3 separate regions of the Gossypium hirsutum genome follow, and regions 1 and 2 are each linked to region 3. Evidence: chromatin contacts called from public Hi-C data. All regions are on one chromosome and are shown on one strand. Each heading gives the region's core, a stretch centred on a gene start, on an enhancer-like site or on the middle of the called end of the contact. The rest is flanking DNA. Distances are from core to core; before and after follow the strand shown.

Evidence for each region. Hi-C and Micro-C count contacts between places; a contact is called where the count stands out from the background.
Region 1: a Hi-C map of leaf shows a contact between it and region 3, with 2.0 times the contacts expected there. The contact joins the promoter of LOC107903930 here to the promoter of LOC107904069 in region 3. A contact is called at or near these places in 6 of 34 Hi-C or Micro-C datasets (callus and leaf).
Region 2: a contact with region 3 is called in a Hi-C map of leaf, with 1.9 times the contacts expected there. The contact joins the promoter of LOC107903935 here to the promoter of LOC107904069 in region 3. A contact is called at or near these places in 4 of 34 Hi-C or Micro-C datasets (leaf and seedling).

Annotation. Positions count from the first base shown.
Region 1 is chrD05:35,800,927-35,804,986 of Gossypium_hirsutum_v2.1, forward strand. LOC107903930 reads right to left here and starts at 2,425. Exons shown (of 4, transcript XM_041092917.1): 1 at 2,072-2,425; 2 at 1,690-1,779; 3 at 1,502-1,598; 4 at 250-695. The coding sequence starts at 2,261. The coding sequence ends at 500.
Region 2 is chrD05:35,715,867-35,719,677 of Gossypium_hirsutum_v2.1, forward strand. It overlaps LOC107903935 (protein UXT homolog), which reads right to left and starts at 1,660. Exons shown (of 7, transcript XM_016830156.2): 1 at 1,158-1,660; 2 at 868-964; 3 at 709-738; 4 at 447-548; 5 at 1-59. The coding sequence starts at 959. It overlaps LOC107903934 (40S ribosomal protein S6), which reads left to right and starts at 3,538. Exons shown (of 4, transcript XR_001686019.2): 1 at 3,538-3,811.
Region 3 is chrD05:35,402,531-35,406,457 of Gossypium_hirsutum_v2.1, forward strand. It overlaps LOC107904069 (probable methyltransferase PMT2), which reads right to left and starts at 1,264. Exons shown (of 7, transcript XM_041092909.1): 1 at 893-1,264; 2 at 67-728. The coding sequence starts at 711.

The DNA.
Region 1 (4,060 bases), core at 1,175-3,674, 400 kb after region 3:
TTTTGCTTAAAAGAACACCTATCCAATACAAAAATATACATGTTAGCACAGTGAATTAAAAGTGCTTTTTATTAGCCTTTTGTACTAACTAATAAAGACCAAATTTTGCCAAAATAATTAAATTTCAAATTTGTGCATAATATAGGATCAAAACTATAATTTGACGAATTGGACCAAGAAAAATAAAAAGAATTCCGGACCCAAAACACATATGGTTTACTTCTTAATGTTCAATTTTGGCTTTGCAAATAGAAATTAAATAGCCTTTTTTCTTTTAATGGTTAGTCTTGAAGGTAAACTTTATCTACAAAAAAAAATATTAAAAAGCATACAAATTTTCGATTTAAGGATGATTTCCCATCTTTCATCCTGTCATTGTTTTGTATGGATTTTGATGATTTGAAGAATGGGGATGTTTAAACCAAAAAAGGGCTATATATTGCCATTGCTATTACATTTTGTTCTTGCATGTTGGCTTTGCTTCCCATTCTTCTTTGATCTATATCCAAGCAAATTGAAATGACCATTTCATTTGATTCCAGCCTTTTCCTTCAACATTGCAATGAAGTTTTCTTTGTCTTCCGGCGACATTGCCTCCACTGAACAATCCCCTACTCCCCACTCCGCCCCGCGCATGCAGTACTTGTCTTGAATTTCTTGCTTGTTCCTGCAATTTTGCAATAATTTGCAGCAACCTTCACAATTCTATCTCAATGCCTAATCATATAATGCAAGTTCAAGAATCTAGAGCTTAATTCAGTCGGTTCATGCAATCTCCCTTTAGAGATGGTATTTTGATACATCTCAAGTTAGATTCTCAACATTGCAATCCTTCCCCTATCCCCATACTAAGGCCTCCTATACACAAAATAATGCAAGTTCAACATCACAATTATACCTCAATGCCTAATCAGATGATGCAAGTTCAAGAACCTAGAGCTTAATTCAGTCAGTTCATGCAATCACCCTTATGAGTGGTATTTTGATATGTCTCAAGTTAGATTCTCAACATTGCAATCGTTCCCCTATCCCCATACTAAGGCCTCCTTTACACGAAATATTGCAAGTTCAACAGCACAATTCTATCTCAATGCCTAACCAAATAATGTGCTTAGTTGCTTCATGCAACTATTCTTAGTATTCAGTAAATTTGGGATTTGAATCCTGAAATCTACAACCCTTCCATATCGATAATGCAAATTCAATAACTAATAAGTTACAGTTGATTCATGTAAACACCTTTAAGAGACGTATTTAGTAAATTTGATTGGAACATCTACAACCTCTTTCTATCCCCGTAGTTAAACAAACACACCCTTTTTTTATTCTTCCCTCTAGAGACAAGTAGTTCATAGTATGAGGATAAAAGGGAAAAGGGATTATAGATGCTCGGATTCAAATTTCATGTCACTTTTTAAGGCTATTGCATGAACCGGATTTGAAGTAATGCAGTTTAAGTAAGCAATTTTGATAGTGATATGGGGTAAAGAAAGTGAATTACTTTTCTTTGTTCTGCTTTGACCGCTCTAACAGCTGCTTCAGCAAGGGAGATGACTTGAATCTTGCATCAGCTTCAGCGTACTTCTTCTGGTTTTCTTCTGCATAATCAAAACCCAATATTTTTTAAGGCTAATTTTAGAATTCAAACCACAAATGTCAACGGATTATGGTGAGAACGATAAATCAAACCATTGAAGCGATTTAGGAACTCAATTTCAGGTAATTGAGGACCAGGGATTGATTCGATTCCGGGGAATCCTGATAACAATCCAGCTTTGGCTGCAAAAAAAAAAAACACAGAAGCTCAAGTAATCATTTTTTTAACTATACCTTGGATTTCAATAATTTCTGTAGTTAATTTCTTATGGAAGTCGAAACAAATTGATGAACATACCATATCCAACCCAAGAAAGAATTTTATAAACAAAATCCTAAAATGAAAAAAAAAGGAAAAAGGAAAAAGGAAAAGAAGAAGCAACTCAAGTTACCCAAGTGGTGAAATAAACAGTCAATGCAATGAACTCAAATTGAAGACATGGAAGTCTAACATTAAATCATTGTATAGTGGTACCTGGAATTGGAGACAGAAGAATAGTAACTGAAGCAGCCAAAGGTACAAAAGACTTGTGTAACACACTGCAATTCAACGGTAAATAACAAGGTGAAGAAGAAGAAGAAGAAGTTTTCAAGATTTTAGTGGAGGTAATAGAGATTCTTTCATCAAAATAAATGGGGAGAGAGGAAGCTGTTGAGCAAATCATTGTTGGGTTGTTGGCTTTTCTTCGAGATGAACAAGCTTAATAAGTAAAGATAAGAGGGTTAAAAAAGAATCCCCCATGAGCGGTTGATATTAGTTTCAAGTCTACAAATGAAAATTGACTTTATGTTTAGGTTAGGATTGGATTAAGATGTAGGTCATCAGCTCGATTTAGTATGTTAACCCAACGATTTTATAACCGGACCGGTGATCGAACCGGCCTGACCACCGGCCCAACCGGTTTACATGTTAAAAAAATACTGAAAATATATAAAAAGGGGTTTGGCATGGAGGAAACGGTTCATTTCAGACTTTTCAGTAAAAAAAAAAAGATATTTAAAATAATATAATGCTGTTACCCACTTCTTTCTTTTTATATTAAAATAATATTTCTTTTTATTGGTTGAATATACTACCCGGCCCGACTACCAATCCGAAATATGGGAGGGTTTGGGTAAAAATATAGACCCGAAATATGAGTTTGGGCAAAAAATGAAGCCCGTTTAGAAAACAGGCCGGGATTCGGGTAGCGCTTTTTTGGCCCTGGCTTGGCCCGGCCCGGCCCGAATTTAATAAAAATATATTTTTTATTTTTTAATTTTAAAATATTTTTAAAATATTTTTTTTTATTTTTTTAAAATAAATTTTTGGTGTTTATTAAAAAATAGGCCGGGTCGGGCTGGGCTCGAGGAATTTTTTCCCGAGCCCAAGCCTAGAACGCGGGCCGAAATTTTTTTGAGCTTAAAACCCGACCCGGCCCATGACCTCTAGTTGAATATAAAGCTGTGGGTTTTTATTAAAATAATACTAAAAATGATTAATTACGTAAATAATATAAAATATAAATTAATTTTAAAAATGGATTATTTTTTATAATGTTTTCGAGTTACCTAAAATTTCTCTCATATTTTATCAATAAGTCAATTAAAGTTAATATATATATATTAAGTTATGTTGTCAACATGTCCAAGCGATACTAAAAAAATACTCTTAAATACAAACTAGGTATCAGGCCTAGAGGTGATTATGGGTCGGTTCGGGTCAGATCCAGACAAAATTTTAGGCTTGTTTTCTAGGCCCGAGCCTAAGCCCGGCTCAGCCCGAAATATGAGCCTAAAAATTTACCTAAGTCCGTAAAAGAAAATTGCTAAGCCCGAGCCCGGCCCATATTAAATTTTACAACACCAAAATAGCATATTTTAAAAAGAAAATAGCATATTAAATTTTAAAAAATATATTTGATTAAAAATAAAAAATATATATTTAATATATAATTCGGGCCGGGGTCAGGTTGGGCCAGGGCCAAAAATGTTTTACCCTAGGCCCGACCCATTTTCTAAACGGGCCTAATTTATTTTTGCCTAAACCCATATTTCGGACCTATATTTTTACCCGAACCCTCCCATTTTTAGGCGGACCATCGGGCCGGGCTGGGTAGCCCAACCCATGATCACCTCTAATCAGGCCGCACCAGTTTGAATTAAGAAAAAGTTGACATTGAGGGTGTGGCCTCTCTGCTTCCTTCAGATTTGCTACCTCTCTTGGTTTGTGCCTCTGCTTGCTCGTTGCTGTTGTTTGCTAGCTGTTGCTTCGGCTTCCTTCATGCCATTGTCCTCTTCAGTTTCTCACCTCCCTCAGGTTGTTGGCACTAGTCACAAACTCCGTAAAATGAGCATGCAAGTGCAACATGCCAACTAAACTTGGTCATGAATCGGGCTACCTACCTAGGCTCGAAGGTCCACCTGAAAAATGAGAGGGTTTAGAAAAAAATATAGGCTCGAACAATGGGCTTGGACAAAAAGT
Region 2 (3,811 bases), core at 410-2,909, 310 kb after region 3:
AGGTGAACTCCACATGAAACCCGAGTCCGACATCCACAAATATACGTTGGGTATCTGGCCTGTAAACATCAAAAGAGGAAGCCCCCAAAAAACCACAAGCACACACAAATCCAAGAAAATTTAAATATAATAATAACGGATTAAACATGGGATGAGCAAATTCTTAAGTCAAAATCCAATTGCAATCACAAAGTTCAACAGAAGTCTTAAGTTTTAACCGTACATTACATACAAGCTCACCCTTGAACCAAAAACAAGTAAAGGGCATATAAAACATGAATAATCCTATTTCATGATACTATGACAATGTGAAAATCACGAAATAAATGCATAAATTGCAGTAATTTTTTTTAATTCTGAAAAGGAAAATGGAGTAAACATTAGTACAAAAGTAAAGTAAAAACAGGTGTATGATAAACCAGAAACGATAGACATAGAAAACTTACACTTCTGCTTGCATGTACACTTCAGACCCGAGATTAACCAAGGTCCGAAGACTAGTTACACTGTTTTTCTCTAAATTTTCTATGTTCTTCCGCAAATCAGAGCTACATGAAAAAGTGTCAAAGTAAACAGATACAAAGCTCTAATCTTTCAGCAACAAAAAAGAAACCCCATTGAGGGAAAAAAAATTAGCATTGAAAATTCTTAAAAACTGTGTCCTTGTTACTCAAAAAGGAACAAATTCGTCTCTAAATAAAAGGATACAAAATTTTTTGCTGGTCAAAGATTTTGTCGCTGCAAAAATATGGGGAAAATATGATTAGCAATGTCGTTATTCCTTTTACTTTTGGTGTTCAAATATATAAATAAAAAAAGCAGGCTAAATATTAGTAGAGGAAAAATGGGAACGTTGTCAATTCATACCGTTCAACAATAGCATGAACAAGATCAGGTTTAAGGCGGCGATCAACAAATTCTTCGAATTTCTGTATTTTCTCCTGGCGTAAGCTGTCCATTTCTTCTGCCCGGTGAAAAAATAATATTAAAGTAAATTAAAGTAAACCTGTCTTCAAATCGGGCTTCAGCGAAAATTCTGGTTTAGGCATTTCATCGAACGGCTAAAAGGCATGAGCTTTTTGGTTGTATCTAGCAGATAAGCCCCCCCCCCCCAAAAAAAAAAAAGTAAGTGCCTTTTGAAAGCGAAAGTGGCTCACCTCACCTGTCGAGGGCCGGCCGATTGAACGTCTCCTCCGGATGTTTGAAGGTAGGAAAAGAAGGGAAGCCCTACTACAATACTAAAAAGGGGAAGGTAGAAAAAGAAAAAACATATATATCGAGTTGAGGAGAGTTGCTGTTTGAAGCAAAAAGGCGCCCAAATGTTGTTATTATTAGCAAATACCGATAAAAATAGTAACCTCTTAGTAAATCTATAGTTATATTAAAAATTTTATCTATTTTTATTATAAAAAAATTAATGCGGGCCGGGTTTAATCAAAATTTCAGTCCTAATTGGTAGACCCAGGCTGGCCCAAAAAAATAGATTGATATTTTTGTTTAAGTCTGGCCCATATTATATATATTAAACTCGGGCTCGACCTTTTTTTACCCTAATTTCATCAATCCACTCTAATCAATCTTTGTTTCTTCTTTTTTTCCGATTCAATCGAAAATAACAAGTCTAAAGTATCGAAAGAGAGAATCCAAATGATTTTTCCCTCGATCGAATTGAATCCAAATGGAATCAAAATGAATAAAAAGCAAAGCAACCAAAAAAACCCAAACTTTCGAAAGTAGTAAAAAGATAACAAAATTGGGTTCAAATAAGGAAGCGTAGATCTAAAGGGAAAGGAATGATCGTGAAAAGGAAATGAAAGGAACAATGGGTGAAAGATCAAAAATTCTCGCGGTCAATATTTTCTGCAAAAATAAAGAAATTAAAATCAGCGAAAAGTAGTAAAATGAAGATAAGCAACAGTGATGGCAATGACAAAGAAACAAGGAAAATGTTAAGGATTAAGGGGAAATAATGATTGGAAAGGGAAAGAAAAGGGGAATATCGGGACTAGGTTTGCTGGGAAGTGGGGAATAAGGGTAAAAATTTGGAGTTAATAAACTTGGGTCTGATGGGTGTCGAATCCACCAATATAAACCTACGCCTTAATTTGCAAATTATGCAGTATAGGGAGTAGGGTCGATCCCTCAGAGACTGGTTTACTGTAAATTGTTGCTCGTTTGACCAGATTTATGTTGGGGCAGCTGTCGTGCCCAAGACGTTCGGGGGGATAAAAATTTGAAAACCTGAAATTAACAGAAAAATAACATCAAAAGTAAAGGTTGAAAACAGAATAATAAAAACCGTGAAATAAATATTAAGAAAAATTAATTAGAATGAGCTCAGCTTTAGACACGAATTTTTCTCGTCTTTAAACTGATCCTCGAAATTGGATGAACTCCTCTTTTCCAATAAGCTAGTTATAGCTACCAAGGACGCCTCGGACACCTACTCTTCCTTGTGTAAATTAGTTATGGAACGTCCAATAACTAACCCTTACCGATCGAACAACCACGAAACGTTCGTGATTTAGTACTCCGGCAGCTTTGCGTTCTAGAAGAGCCTAGCTCGAACCAATGTGCTCAACCGCGTGGGACATTTAAATCCGGTTACTACTTCCCTTGACGGAACCAAACAGCAATCTCCACTTGGCACGCCAATGTGTTCACAGAAAACCGATTGGAAACGTTCCTTTTGGAATTCCAACTGTACGTCTAACCACACTAAATCAAACGACGTCTTTTTTGACTTAGTGTTTATCTGACTTTATGAGCTGACAAAATCACACTCTTAATCCGGAGAAGTAATAAGTACTGGAATTTTAGGAGTTAAATGGCTCGGGTTCGTAACTCACAGGTTTTGACGAGGCTAATTTAGGCCTAAAGCTGAAAATGGGTTTAGTTGGCTAAGGTTTGGGACATGTTGGTATTTGATAAATTAATTAAGGTAAATGGGTGAAAAGATGGGTGATGTGTTTGAGTATGGGGGTTGGAATATATTAAAATGGGGTGGTTGACTATTTGGAAAAGAATTGAAAAAAAAAGGAAATTGCAAATGGCTTGATTTGGTGATTAGCTACTGGAAAAAATTGAAGGAAAGGAAACTAAAGAAACAACAATGCTACGTGAGAAAAGAGAGAATGTATTGAAAGACAAGAGCTTAATAATTTTTTGATTGATGAAATGATGAACAATACAAGCTCTATTTATACTAGAGGATTTACTAAATTAGGAGCCAACTAGTCATAGGAAATTAAGGAAAAATATCCTATAATAAAATAAATCCCAAAATATTCTCCCACCAACTCAAAAATTTCAGCTAATTAATTTTGGAAAAATTCTTCTTTGGCCCTCCTTCTTTGCTTCTTTCTTCAATCTAGCCCAATTGTTTCTTTTTTCTTCTATTTAGCCCCAAATTACATTCCTGCACAAAATTCAATAAATATGGTAAAATTAGTGGTGCACTTTCATAAATTAACCAAATTAATTACATAAAATATGTAACTTTAGTATTTAATCAGGGTCGAACTAGACTAAGGCTTCGTTCTTTATTGCATCTGAGATGGGCTTTTACATGTACAAGCACTTTTCTCTAAAAAGAAATAAAGAACGAACTTCATCTCTTGCAAATTTCCAGCATTTTTGAAGTGCTTTTGGGCAGATGAAAAATGAGATTTTTTTAGCTTTTTCAGCCAAGAAGTGCTTTTGGGCTAGTCTTACTTTTTTAGCCACACAACACACAAACAACGATGGTTCTTTGTTTTCATTCAAAATGCACTTTGCTTCCATCTCTTTTCATTGTTGGTTCTTTGTTCCT
Region 3 (3,927 bases), core at 14-2,513:
GATCCTCAAAGCTACAAATCAATAGATCAACTGAAAAAATTTGAAGAACATGACAGTATGACATACCCCACAACCGGTATCAAGTGCAGTCCTTACAGTCCCGTTCGTAATCGGGATCACAGCAGCAAGCTGATCAATATACTTATCCGCACCTTGTGGGAACTGCGTTCCTCCACCAGGGAACCTGAATACATTACCCTCATATTGGATCCAGTTCTGAATAGCCTTCTCTACCGTCAAGGCCTTATAGGGAGCATTAGCATAAGGCACATAGTCCCTACTCTTAGGCCAAGGAAACGGGGTCACGTATCCTTTAGGTGCCGGGACAAGACAATGCAACTTCTCTTCCTCCCGGGGACAATGCCTCTCCCGATAGATCATGTTGTCCCTGGGGAAAGTCATGGCACGCTTTTGATCTTGGCAAGGCGTGTAATCAACGTAACGAGGAGGGCAGGGCTGAAAAGACTTGATCTTTTCAGATTCACCGACGTTCCCCACTTCGCCGGCGTGATGGGTTTCGAAGTTCAACGACGGGATGATGTTACAATCGGCGCCGTGTTTGGTTATCTCTAAAGCTATGCTATCCCCTTTGCCGAAACCACTTCGTTGCCATGCTCCTAATATGTAGAAAAAACAACATAATCCAAAAACGATAAATATCTGAACCCAACTCCTTGTTCTACCATCCGCTGAATTCGGTTTCAGTGCCATTTTTTTAAAATAGTAACCTGCAAAATCATAAGGATCCAATGATGGGGAACAAAGATCAGTGGACTTAAACTAGCTAAGAGCTGATTTGAGTAAAAATTTAAAAAAAAAAAAGAATCTTTAAATCAGAAGGAAAAATATAAACCCATGATGGAAGGAAGGAAAGAAGTGTCAGATGAGTTACCAATCGCATGAATAGATGAAATCAGTGGGTGAAGATCTCAAAGAAAAGAGAATTAAATGATGGAAGGGAGATTTTCAGAGCTTGGAAGGGAAGGGAAGGGAGAGACGTGTCAATAAAACACTGAAAAGTTTTTAAGAAAAAAAAAACCTGATCTCCCCCAAAAGAAATCTTCGATTATATTAAAATCGAAGAAGAACGATCACCGTGGAAACAAGGTTTAGAGAGAAAAGGGTTTTAATTATATAAAGACGGGGGGGGGGGATTGATTGGGATAAAAGAATCCCAAATTTCGACTTTATCTTTTGTCTTTCAATTTGTCGTGAATCCTATTTTTGGGTTTATAAATACAATCCAAGCCTCCTAATTACAAGAAACACAGAGATCTCGCTTTACTTTTAATCTTCCTTATGTTTTAGTTTAAATATAATGTCAGTCCCTGTATTCTTCAACCTTTTACAATTTAGTTTCTATTAACCCATTTCAAAATATATATAATCATTATTTGAATTGAAAACCAAACTCCAATCCATAATATTACTAATAGGTGCATATGGTATTTTAAAAGAAATTTTTAAACCGACTAATAGTATTAAAAATATAAGTGATTAAAGTTAAAAAAATTACAGGGACTGAGAGAACACTTAGGCCTTATATTTTGGTGTTATCAAAAAAGCAAAGACCGTGTTAAATTAAAACGGGGTGCGTCATGCGCATAGAGAGCAAAGGGGGACCCACGCGCTTAGGAATTGACAGGGAGAAAAAGGTAAAGGGGTGGGTCCAATGCCCCCATTCGGATCCTGATTTACGCTTAACGAGGCGGTGATGCACAGCAACAAATGGTGGTGGATGTAAATGATCATAAAAATATCTGTATTATATTCCTACGGAAAGCTATTGAACATTTGGTTGGTTGAAGGCCTAATTTTGGACAATGATTTCCTTTACCCAACTCTTTTTCCATTTTTAGCACACATAACCGGGTGAAAGTACAAGGGGTTAGAAGTGTTATTATCCCTTTTAACCAGGACGGCCAAAATCCTGCCTCTCTCTCCCCTTATTTTCTTTAATACCATGTCGGTGTTTTTAGAAAAGAAATATCAAATTTGTGGTTTTTTTAAAGAAATAAAAGTACGAGCTTTTATAAAAAAGGAAATATTAACCCTTTATTATTAAATAACTAATTTTTAATCAATTTTTTAATAATGACAACAATTTAATATAGATTGGAGTTGTAAGATATAAATATATAAAAGTTGAAAAATTAAGTATCAACTTCTTTTCAAAATCAAAGAACAATGAATGAACTTCCATCCATAACATATAATTGATGTAAAATTAGAATTTTCAAATCCTAAAAATAAAATTGTTTAAAAGATTGTGCCTATCCAAAACATTTGAAAACTCTCTAAAAAAAACCACATTATCCTTTTAAAGATAATGAATGGGGTATGGTTAAGCAGTTATTATCAAACTCTCTCACACCCTATTTAATCCCCCAAACTCAAAAAATTCCATAAGTAATTACCCTCAATATACAAAGTTATTTAACTTTGCATTATAAAATTAAGGACCACTAATAAATAAATGTTTTAGCATTCTCCCGCTGACCCCAATCTTATAACAATATTCTCAATACCAGTATTATACATAATATATTTAACCGAGTATTTCTTCGATGTATTACAATGCAAATTTTCTTCTCCTAAATAAACTCACAAATGTGGGAAGTTACTTTATGGACAAACCTCTAGCGTTTGTTTTAGGTCTAAACAAAATGTTTATTTTCTCTGCTCAAAACACACAACCAGACTGAGAAAACAAACTAAACTAAATATTACTTATAGTGACAATTCTAAGAATAATCACATTTCAAAGACTTGATCTTTAAACAACTTTGGTGGCACGCCTTTTTCCATATGATCAACTACCATCAACATTGTATTTATGTGCTCAATAAGATCTTCCAAGGATTTAATGTGATCCTTAATTGCTAAGTTACTTAATATCGAGGTGTTTACTTCGACTTCCACCTTTAATCATTGTGTTCAGCTTGATATGAATTATCGAGATCGAGAACTAAAATGAATAAAATGGAAAATAACTTGAATTGTCTTGATATGTGTTATAAACTTTTGGGTAGAAATATGTTGCATGACATGAAATATATGCGATTTGATGATGAAATGAATTGTGGTTATGAATATGATCAAGAAATTATATATGTACTGAATTACAAATGAAATTGAACATTGGTACCCTATTAACTAGTTAGGTTAACTCGGATATAGTTGGCACGTTGTAGGATTGGATTGTGTACGGGTTTATGCGCTTATACGTCAGGATGCACTTTGTGTGCCAGTATGCGCTTCATGCGCCAATATGTACTATATGTGCCAATTTTCCCTTACTTCGATTTATTCGATGATGCAATTTGGTGCCAGTTTATTATGTTGATTGGACGATCTGTGCATCTGTTTGAGTCCAAGTCAAGTTACTAGGGGTTATAAATTGTAAATTTGATATTTGATGTTGAAAATGAAATTGGTAATGTTGTGGAATTGATTGCACATATGTATATGGATTATGAATTGAGAAAATCATATAATCTATCATGCAAATTAGTTGAAAACAAGCCCTGGGGGCCAAGATGAGTGTGAATGGGTCAATAGACTCTAGAAAAAGGTATTTGAATAATTCGTAAATGGTTAAATGATGTAAAATAAAATTGGGATTAAATGTCGCAATGTCAAGGTTATGAATGTTTGAAATATGCAATGGTATTGATAGATAAAAGGCTTTATGATAGGTTTTGGTATATGTAATTGGATTAATCATTCTATTGCCATGAAAGTTAAATTGGTTTGACACTTGATATATGTATACTTTCATCTGGAAATGGTTATGTAATTGTGTTGCAATTTGGGAATATGTATTAGTAGACATTTAGATTATGTGCATTGTTATCTTATGTTATGCTATCTTGAATCATGAAAGTACCACTAAGCCTTATCGCTCAACGTATAGTTTGTTTATTT